Regions from separate parts of the Zea mays genome. Here region 1 is linked to region 2. A link is a contact called in public Hi-C data. All regions are on one chromosome and are shown on one strand. Each heading gives the region's core, a stretch centred on a gene start, on an enhancer-like site or on the middle of the called end of the contact. The rest is flanking DNA. Distances are from core to core; before and after follow the strand shown.

Region 1 (5,427 bases), core at 1,673-4,172, 460 kb after region 2:
CCTGATGGTCCACAAGAAGCCATGTATTAGTACTTCGGCGTTCTCGACCCCGACCGTCACTCCACCGAGCTACTCGTGTTGTCCGAAATTGAAGCCCGGGTCAGGGTCGTTATGGTACTATCGCCGGGGTCCTTCATGGATGAGGATTCACCCCTTCCTTTATTCAAGGATGTTTCGAGCCGTTTGGTGAGTTCTCTTTCCCTCGTCTTCTTCCGCCCTTTCCTCCCTTTGTATCATGGGCGAGTGTGGTTTCATAGGGGATTGAGCCTATGGTGCCCTGTCTTTCGCCCCTTCCCAAGTATGTCATCATCAGGGTGGAGCGGAACTGGAAGAGAGAGGATGAGGCGAAGACTTCGGCGGCACGACGGAAGCGTCGTCTGACGAGGAAAAAGGAGAAGAAGGTCACGCGCCTCGCCCGCGGAGCTTGGGAGGAGCATTACCCCATCCACCGACATGGAGGACATGACCTCTACTGCGTCCAGGGGATGGACGTCCTTACTTTAGAGGGTGGCCCGTCCCACCTTAGGGACGCTGAGTAAACTCCAACGTCTCAGCCCAAGGTGGGGGACTGGTGTCAGACCTCATCATGCTTGTTGTGTCCTCCAAACACCTCATGGCAGGGGGTAGGTCCGACGATGATGAGGGGGGAGCGACACTGGTGGCGTCGCATCCTCCCGCGCCCTTGGTTACATCAGGGTGTCGTGCGGGGAAGGAGCCAGTGTCAGTTCTCCTCCCCCCCTACGCCTCTAGCGACGGATGTACGTCATGCGATGCCTCAAGCGTAATCGCAAACACAGACGGCCTTTGTGTCATCGAGGTGTCGCTATGGGAGAAATACGGAGGCGGTTCCCTATCTCGTGCCTTTTGCGGCCGCGCTGAAGAAGACAACCACGGGGAAGCGCTCCTCCAGGTATATTGGTTTTCTCCACTCTGCTCCTTTTTATCCCATGCTCTCGTGCTTGATCCATGTTTTTCTTCTTGTTCCCCTTGCCAACACATATGTGTTGTACAATATGGTGAAGGGCGCGACCCTTGCAACGAATGGGGGGTGCTTGCCTTACGTTGCAAGTGATGGCAACTTCTTCGATCGTCGTGGCCTCCCTGCCTGTTGACACAATGGTCGACCCTCCTATGGCGGGAGTGCCGACCTCTCCAACAGCTCAAGAGTTGGTTGGCGCGACTGTCCTCGAGGTGGTCCTCCTTGATGCTCCTGCCGTAGCATCCAACCTAGAGAGAGTCTCGTTGCCGGGGTTGACGGCTCAGGGTGGAGGTGACGTTCATCACCCTGTCACCGACATCCTAGGGCATCTTGCCCCTGAGTGCTGTGGTGGCGGTCGGTCAATTCGGGTTGGCGTCATCGTCCATGGAGGTTATTGGGTCCCAGGTGTGTCCTCCACCGACCGTCGTCGCTTCAACTTCTGCGAGGGTTGTGTCGTATGTTGTGCACGAGGGGAGTCGCGAGGGCCTTCCACTGCCCCTCGAAGGCTTGGAGGCAAGGGAGACTAAGGTGGAGGAGTGGCAGTGCATTGGATAGGCCTCGACCCGGGGTGGCATGAGCCTGGAGACCATCGAGCACATGCTTGGTAATTTTGGAGAGGCAATTTTGATTGCTTGGGCGTCGATGACTCGAGATTTTGTTCCTTTTGGTCTGATGAGCGTCGCAAGGTAGGAAGAACAGAAGCCAAGCCCACAGGGACAGGAAAAATGCACTGCAGCAAGACGCGCGCGTGTATATATAAGCACGAGGCAACCTAACCAGTAATCTATTGCCCTTTCAAAGGACTCTGTTTTTTTATTTCTGCCTCTTCTGAATTTTCCGAAGACATGAGCTTCTAGCCTGTTGCAAGTGGTAAATCCCTTGTGCTTGAAGGCTGCAATATAGTGGTTCCGTTGCAACACACGGGCACTCATCTAGTTTCTTATAAGCATAAAAAAAGCAGGATCATCTCATTGATTTTTTAGGATAAACTCATAATTGAGGATAAGTCAATCAGTTATACTGAACATTATGTTGCATAACATGTAGATAAGGACACGAAAACATAGAAAGTTTCTCAGTTATATTTACCCATCAACATGAAATAAAAAACAACAAAGATGTCATAGTGATGTTTGTTTCAACTTACCAAGGGTGACCATGTCGTATTTATAATAATATTATATATTTATATCGTCAATAGAATATTAGTGTTACGGTGATATTTTAGCACACCGATTTTTTATATCATACTGATGTTTATCGTTTTGTATCTATATTTTATATTTGTTTTATAATAATATTAGATATTTATTTCGTCAATAGAATATTAATGTTATGATGATACTTTACTATATTGATTTTACATATGATAGTGATGTTACTCCTTCCGTATCTATATTTTATATTAGTTTTTATCTCCTGGCAACACGGTCACAACAGAAGAGAAGTTTTTCAGACCGATTCCAGGATCGATTTTTTTTTTATATCTGGGCTAAGACATCAGGTAGAGATTGTTTAACCTTTGCGGCTTTCCGCACTGACGGACCCACCCCCACCGCATCAACGGAACCTACCAACCACCCCCGTGCTCCGACCCCCCATCTGCCCGTCTTCCAGGTTACGCCCCGCGCGGCCGCGCGCGCGGAAGCTGTATCACCCCACCCGTCGACGTCGTCTTCGCTTCGAAACCCCGCAAAACCCCGCGGAAAAAACCCACCTGCTGCACGCACGCACCCCCTCCCTCTCCCTCCCCATGGCGCCTCCCCTCACCCAACTCTTTGCTTCCATTCTTTCCATCCACCCGCCAATGCGACGCCGACGCCGCAACTCCACCCACCGCCTGCCAGCGCCACCTCACCGCACCGCTTCCATCACCCCGCGATCATGGGCTACCGCTATATCACCACGCCTCCAACCTCCGGCACGCTTAGCCTCTCTCTCCCATTCTCTCACACCCAACACCCAGCTATCACACCCTGATCCCCGAGGCCGCGCGTCGGGGTGAGGAGGAGGGGCCATGATGGAGTCGGCGGCGGCCCAGTCCTGCGCGGCGTGCGGGGACGACGCGCGCGCTGCCTGCCGCGCGTGCAGCTACGCGCTCTGCAGGGCGTGCCTCGACGAGGACGCCGCCGAGGGCCGCACCACATGCGCGCGCTGCGGAGGGGACTACGCCGCTATCAACCCAGGTGCGTCGCGAGTATCGGAATCGTACTGTTTTCTTTTGCCGGTTTTCGGGAGGTAATGCTAACGTGTATGCGACCGCTCTCTGTTCCAGCGCGCGCCAGCGAGGGAACCGAGGCGGAGGAGGAGGTGGTGGAGAACCACCACACCGCCGGTGGCCTGCGTGAGAGGGTCACCATGGGCAGCCACCTCAATGATCGCCAGGTGGTTTTCCCCTCTCTGTTTGTTCAGTTCAGTGTGCCACTGCAACTGATGTCTCTAGAAAACTCTGGTCATTTTTTACTTTGTGGGTAACTGAGTTTTGCTGGAATAGGATGAAGTAAGCCACGCCAGGACCATGAGCAGCTTGTCGGGAATTGGTAGTGGTAAGGTTACTTGCTTCATAATTTACGTCCTGTTTCCTTTGTTTCTGATGGTGTGGGGGTAGTGAAATTTCAACCCTTACTATGAATTTGCAGAATTGAATGATGAATCTGGTAAGCCCATCTGGAAGAACAGGGTGGAGAGTTGGAAGGAAAAGAAGAATGAGAAGAAAGCCTCGGCCAAAAAGACTGCAGCTAAAGCACAGCCTCCGCCTGTCGAAGAACAGATCATGGATGAAAAAGAGTAAGGATGAAGCGTCCATTTATAGATCTTTCTTTATGACTCGTTGAGGTGCCTATCCTTCTCCATGCATAGAGTGATATTATAAATGAACTGCGAATGTTAAATGATACTTGATTAGGTGAAACTAAGAATGCTTTTAGCTGATCATTGTTCTAATATAATGGCAACATTGAGGTTCTCTCACATACGTCAAAGTTAGCTTTATCTTACTAGATCCCAGAACTTGTGTGATGAAATTGAACTTGCTGTGCCGTGTATATACTGTTTTTAGGACATTAAAGCATGGACTTCGCTATACTGGAGTAGAAATTAGTAAACCAAAGCACTGAAATAATTGTGGATGGTGACATACATATTTATGTTTCATATCTCATTATCAGGCCTCATTTTAACCTAACTCAACACGACGACACCTCAATCAGATACTAAGCCTGGCCTATTGACATTTATTTATTTAGTACCACTAGCGTTTCCCAAGATCTGGTTTTCTGTTCAATCTAGCACAAGTGAACTCTATCCTAGCCTATTTCGCAATATTTTTAACTCTGTACCTAATTTCTGATAAGATGCCTGAAAGGTCTCAATCTCATCATTTATTGTTTGAAGCCTTTGTGATAACTTTCACTAAAATGTGACGTTTCTATCTCTGTACATGTTGTAACAACAAACAATTTTGCAGCTTGACAGATGCATATGAGCCACTCTCCCGGGTCATCCCAATATCAAAGAACAAGCTCACACCTTACAGAGCAGTGATCATTATGCGGTTAATTGTTCTTGGGCTCTTCTTTCACTACCGTATCACCAATCCTGTTAACAGTGCCTTTGGTCTCTGGATGACATCAGTTATATGTGAGATCTGGTTTGGTTTCTCCTGGATATTGGATCAATTCCCGAAGTGGTATCCTATCAATCGTGAGACTTATGTTGATAGGCTGATTGCACGGTATGTTTGTTAGAGCCTACTAGCACATAAGAATCATATATATGCATCAACAACCATCAGGATCTGATAAGCCTTGTCTCATGTTTGTTACAGATATGGAGATGGTGAAGAATCTGGGTTAGCACCTGTAGATTTCTTTGTCAGTACAGTGGATCCATTGAAAGAGCCTCCACTAATCACTGCAAACACTGTGCTGTCTATTCTTGCTGTGGACTATCCCGTTGAGAAGATCTCATGCTATGTATCTGATGATGGTTCTGCTATGCTCACATTTGAATCGCTCGCAGAGACTGCAGAATATGCTAGAAAGTGGGTGCCGTTTTGCAAGAAGTACGCCATTGAGCCACGAGCTCCTGAGTTCTACTTCTCACAGAAAATTGACTACTTGAAGGACAAGATACACCCATCTTTTGTCAAGGAGCGTAGGGCTATGAAGGTAGATCTTGGTTGCACGTTTGAACAACATTCATTTTTTTACTGGTTATGCTCTTTGTTTTTATACAAATAATGTTATGTACTTGTGTTTACACAGAGAGACTATGAAGAGTACAAGGTGAGGATAAATGCTTTGGTTGCCAAGGCTCAAAAGACACCTGATGAAGGCTGGATCATGCAAGACGGTACACCATGGCCTGGGAACAATCCTCGTGACCACCCTGGCATGATCCAGGTAGTTTGATTTTTACTAGTGAAATATCAGCATGTGAGATTCGTG
Region 2 (5,777 bases), core at 1,955-4,454:
CCCTCTTCCCCTCGCTTGGCACAGATTCCTAGCGCTGCCAAAAGCAAACAACAGCCTCCTCTCCCCTCCCGCCATTACTCACCGGCTTACATACCACGCCTCTCGGCTCTCTCTCTCCCTCGACCACAGTGGCGGACCTAGGTTTTTTATATAGGGTGTGCCACAACAAAATTTTCATATACAATTACAAAATATATATAAATTTATAGTAATAATCTTTTCCATCGTCTAGCATCCCAACCGATCGCTCGAACAGGAATTTTTCAACATAAACTCTAACCTACAATTTTAATAGAAGCCAATGGGTGAATTTGCTTACTGAATATCAATCCATGTGCTCTAAATCGTGATTGCTTGGTAAGAACAACATATATTTCTCCAAGGACTCCAAAAGAATCAACACAGCGACCACGAGCCCTCTTGCAAAGCCAATTCATGTAACCTAAATATGTTGTCAAAAGTTGAGCGACATCAACCATAAACACCCATGTATCTCTATCCATTTGCTTCTCACCTATGTGCAGCACCTTATCAATTGTAAATAAAGGGGAAAAATGTACGATCACATATTTATATACTTATTAACCGGAGAAATAATTTAACGAGCACAACAACAATTCGACTAGGCTGCACACATCACCTAGAAGGACCCACGTGAGGCTCAGCCTCGTAGGTGAATCCTGGCTGGGCACTAGCCACTAGGCATGGGCGTGTCACGCGTGTGGCGGTTAGGCTCTGGACGCGAGCGCGCGAGCGCGCGGCACGACGGTGGTCGGTGGCTAACCAACGTGGGCACCCGATGAGACGATAGATGGACGCGGGCGCGCGACGTCCTGGTGGCGATGGCTGGGCGAGGGCGTGAGGCGTTCTAGCGGCGCTGAGGCTGGGCATGGCGTTCTGGCGACCGGCGGCTAGGTCTGCTCGTGCTCAGGCGTCAGAACTGTGAAGGCTAGGCTTAGGGTGTGCCACGGCCCACCTGGACCCCCTGTGGGTCCGCCCCTGCTCGACCAGAGGCGGAGAGCACTATAGTCACGAGCTCCACAGTCCAAGCTCGCACTCGCAAGTGCTAGCATCTCTCGGTAATGGCGAAGTCGCGTGGCTTCGTGATGGCGGCTGTGATGGTGGTGGCGGTGGTGGTGGCCGTGGTATCGGTGGCGCCGCGCGGCGCGGAGGCGAAGACGACGATCGAGCCGTGCTCGGGGTCCGACTCCTGCCCGGCGCTGCTGGGTTACACGCTCTACGCCGACATGAAGGTGTCCGAGGTGGCCGCGCTCTTCGCCGTCGACCCGGCGGCGTTGCTGGCCGCCAACGCGCTCGACTTCGGCGCCCCAGGGGCGGCGCACCGCATCCTGCCCATGGGCCTCTTCGTGCGCGTGCCCACCCGCTGCTCCTGCGCCGACGGCGTCCGCAAGTCCGTCTCCGTCCGCTACGCCGCGCGCCCGGCCGACACGCTCGCCACCGTCTCCGACGTCGTCTTTGCGGGGCTCGCCTCCTCCGACCAGATCCGCAACGAGAACGGCCTCACCTCCGCCGACCCCGACGCGCCGCTGGACGCCGGCCAGAAGCTCGCCATTCCGCTGCCATGCGTCTGCTTCAACTCATCCGACAACAACCTCCCCGCGGTGTACCTCTCCTACGTCGTGCAGGTCGGGGACACCGTGCCCGCCATCGCTGCAAGCTACGAGACCACCGTCACGGATGTCATGAATGTCAATGCCATGGGGAGTCCCGTCGCCGCGCCAGGCGACATTCTCGCCATCCCATTGCCAGGTAGGAGTACATGATATGCCCAGACGGATTCATGTATGGTGAAATAGGCAACTCCATCGTCTTATATAATGGCATTTTCAGCAGACGTATATAATGGCATTTTCAGCTTTCGCGAGAATTATAATGGCACTGATATAGTTTCACGAATAGTTATGGTGTGCAGCGTGCTTCAAAAACAACAAAACTATAATGGCGTGTACTAACCCATATTTCAGCTATACTATAGTTTACTAGGCGCCAACAGTATGCACTCGATGTTGGAAGCGCATGCAGTGGTTCAAAAACGAGCATGCTAATGTGGGTCTCAAGTTACTAATTGTTGATTTGAGGCATGAATAGTGTGTTAGATGCTTGCCTCACTATCTTTAATGGAGTCATGTACTTGTAGCCCATATTTATCTATTATGTCGATTATTTTGCTGTAGATGAAAACCTGTTCAAGAGTCCATCTCAGATGGTTGTAATTAAAAGCAATCCAAAAAAGTAGGTCGTAATTAGACATTGTCCTTGAACATTGCAAATAGCTAAGGTTAAAAAATCCACATTTCATATCTATACTACTCTATTAAGATAGTAGCGTCAGCGTCCACACCCGTCCACACCCTGGTTGCCCCCGCCTGACCCCGCACCCTCCCACGCGCGCGCATGAAAGCAGCTCGCTAGCCCCCGTCGTGCCCCTCCCCCACGACCGAGGCACCGTCCCCCGCCGCCCCCGCCCCGGATCTCGCCCCCGCCGCGGATCCCGCGCTGGCTCTATGCGGGAGTGCTGCCGAGCTCTGTGCAGGAGTGCTGCGGCGCCTTCCTCCGGCTGTACGCCACCGAAGCGCCCACCGCCGCAGCCCACACGCCTCCTGGGCGTGCGCGCGCACATAGACAGGCAGACAGCTAGCGGTTTCAGTTTCAGCAGAAGATCATCGTCTTCAAGAACGGAAACGGAACACTAAGCAGCAGTGGTGGATCCGCAACAAAGGCTGAGACTGACTCACCGATGGCTGCGAGCTCGTGGTCCTTCACCCAGGACTGCACCGACGAGCTTATCCGCTCCACCGTTGACTCCATCGACTCGGACGGAGGATCTCGGTTCCCTCCCTGCCTGTCTCTGATGCGGGGGGATCTGGGATGCGACTCCTGCTTTTGTTGGACGATTGAAGTTCTTGGAAGGGGCGGGGAAGGGTGGGATTGGATTGGATTGAATTGAACTGATGAGTCTGAGTGCAAGGCCCTGTCTCGACTAACTTATAGCTGAACGGGCGAGTGGAACCAGTGGCTGCCCTGCCCACTGGAAGCCTGGGAACGGGGAGGGAGGGGAACCAAATGGGAGGCCCCCGCCTTCTGTTTCTGTCTGTTTTGTCTTCGTTCCTGGTGGCTCGGCTTCTGGTTTTCCAGGCCGCTTGTGGCTTCAGGCAGGGCAGGCTGCTCTGCCAGTTTCAGCTCAACGGATATTTCGTCTTCATTATTAAAAGAAAACGAAAACTCAACTAACATTCCTGCCAGCTAGCGACTCTTTTTTTTTCTTCCCCACTCTGACACGACTTATTACCAACATATAATACAATAGCATTATAGATATCATTATATTTGACCGATATCTTCCCGGCCAGGAGGGGACCAAGATAAACTTGGTGAGTGAGCGAGCGAAACAGATTTCCTGCTGATTCTTGATTTCTTGGAGGCCGGGGATTCTTCAAATCTCCAAAGATTGGGATGCGTCGTGCTTTCACGGTAAGCATCTCGTTTGGGGTATCTGCATCCGGGCTGCTCTAGCACATATGATACCTCGCCTTGAAATAAAGGTTTATTTATCTGAAACTTCTCTCCCTTCAGTTACTTCGTTATATTGATTCGAATTAGCCACCGGAAGGCAGTTTTTTTGGTATTATATATATATTTAAAAAAACCGTTTGAATCTTTGGTGGGACTATTACCGCATTTGGATCATGTGGTAATCTATAGCGCCGATCGATGCAAGTGCCATCGAATCTGCACATATGCTTAGTACTTCACATTTCTTCAGCTACTAATCATAGGAATCATGTAAGATACTGGGTTGTGATGGTTCAATGCTGCTTGATGGCACCCCACCCTTCACAGGGGAGAAGAATGCTCCATCCAAACTATTCCTTGCGCAGGGTTTGATGTGACCAACAGCGTCAATGTACAACTTGAACAGATCTGCCTACAGATGTAGTGTCATGCGCTGACATCCTCACTTGTGGCAGCACATGAATCTGTTGTAGCAACAAGACAAGACAAAAAAAACTCGAACATTAGAGGTAGCAAATTGACGGAAGAAGTGCCTATGTAGCAAAATTACGAGAACCTCTTTATGTTTAAGAGATTATGATATTTATAATACTGGACCTAAACAAACCTAAGGAAGTACTAAATTATCGTGTTATTATTCGGTTCCGTTGCAACGCACGGGCACTCACCTAGTAATTAAAATATAACCCAAACACAGAGGAGCCAAAATCTGGTTTTGAAGCAACTAATCAATTTAAACCTCACCCTTGAGATTGCTACTACCTACTACTGATAGTTCAAAAAGTGACACCACTTTGTAATGTCATGTTAATAAGGGATCATATCAGAAGCTGCGCACGGGCTCCTTTAGCATTTGCCACTCCTATAACTTTCCCCAATTACTTCAGCCACACAGTTCCCTTTCCTTCTGTCAGGCTTTCATTTTACTTCAACCAGGAATGAGAAAGTCAAAGAATATGCCAAGTCGGCGAGTCAGCTATGAACATATGGATCTACGCCTTGCAGCGACAGACTACTATCTTGCCCAACTGGATAAACTTGGAGTGCAGCAGATTGAGAAGCTTCCCCTCTGTAGAATTGACTATTGAAATAATCATTATATTCTGAAATTCAAGAGAAAACTGGCTAAGACCCTCCAATTGGTGTATCGCTGGATTCTGATTGTTCGTCACCAATATCAAGTGATGAGATAGATGCCGCCAATTCATCAGCCGAATCAGATTTCAGTTCAGCTCCAGTGGCATCTGCAAGTGCGCTCAGCATAGCGACCACTTCAAATGTATCGTCCAGGTAGAATTTGGCTTTGCTTGGTTTTTGTCCCACAGTGCATGCAAACAGCGATGTTCTTGGAGCAACCATATTCCTCTTAATGATATCGGCAATATTTTCAAACATGTCCTCATCAGACCTATCATCGCCGATGCACAATACGAAATCAGCCTGCTTTCCCCTCTCCTTCACTGATGCAAGTATCCTCTCGGCAACTATTCCCTTGCTTACTCCCTGCAGATTAGTGCACAACAAAAGAACTCATTTTAATTTACACAAATAAATACAAGAAACTAAGTTAAGTCAATCATGCAAGGTAAAAACCATATCCATCAACTTATACTTTGCCACTAGTACCAACCACTTGCAGGAAATTTTTTGCATAAGGTAAGAAAGGTGGTAAAGTAACTACAGCCTAGTAGGCATAAGGCAAACAAGATAATGTTTTTCTACAGGGCTAGTAGGCTACTAAGACAAAATTCTAAAACCTGCAAGCATCAGCATGTTGCTTTTTAGAAAGTTGCTTTCACCACAACCAGACAAAAACCCAAAACAGGCCCAAATGAGATCTTCTATAACTGACGCCAACATATTTGCAACAAGAAAAAGAACTAGACTGGGTCCTTTCACACTTTTGAAGCTAAGTATCATATTAACTGTGAGAACAAAAGGTGCTACCTGAACTTCGTGGTCTACAGTTCAACTCTACCTTTTAGAATCGTAAAAATATAATATGGAATATTTTTAAGACGTAAATAATGAACTTATAAGTTGGAAACCACATATCTTCAAGAACGGGTTTGAATGGCTAAAAGATGAACGAACCTGTGGCTTGACTTCAACGATGAACTGTCCACTCTTGACAGAGACTGGTTCATTTGCTAGTACACTTTCCAGGTGATCAAGCAGCTCCTTTGCCTGTGAGGATCCAAAGCCTGGGTCAGCATCCTGATGGTGCCACACCAAGGCACTTT

The links. A called contact is a pair of places that touch in the nucleus more often than the background predicts.
Region 1: a contact with region 2 is called in a Hi-C map of tassel, with 2.5 times the contacts expected there. The contact joins the promoter of LOC542139 here to the promoter of LOC118476738 in region 2. A contact is called at or near these places in 2 of 25 Hi-C or Micro-C datasets (leaf mesophyll and tassel).

What each region holds. Positions count from the first base shown.
Region 1 is chr3:203,527,059-203,532,485 of Zm-B73-REFERENCE-NAM-5.0, forward strand. LOC542139 (cellulose synthase 11) reads left to right here and starts at 2,923. Exons shown (of 13, transcript NM_001111766.2): 1 at 2,923-3,165; 2 at 3,255-3,364; 3 at 3,474-3,525; 4 at 3,619-3,766; 5 at 4,446-4,712; 6 at 4,806-5,148; 7 at 5,245-5,382. The coding sequence starts at 2,997.
Region 2 is chr3:203,063,436-203,069,212 of Zm-B73-REFERENCE-NAM-5.0, forward strand. LOC118476738 reads right to left here and starts at 3,205. Exons shown (of 2, transcript XM_035966411.1): 1 at 2,757-3,205; 2 at 2,235-2,655. The coding sequence starts at 2,829. The coding sequence ends at 2,336. It overlaps LOC103651208 (probable alpha,alpha-trehalose-phosphate synthase [UDP-forming] 7), which reads right to left. Exons shown (of 3, transcript NM_001301547.1): 2 at 5,629-5,777; 3 at 4,438-5,037. The coding sequence ends at 4,660. LOC100283972 reads left to right here and starts at 505. Exons shown (of 1, transcript XM_034059761.2): 1 at 505-1,919. The coding sequence starts at 1,083. The coding sequence ends at 1,784.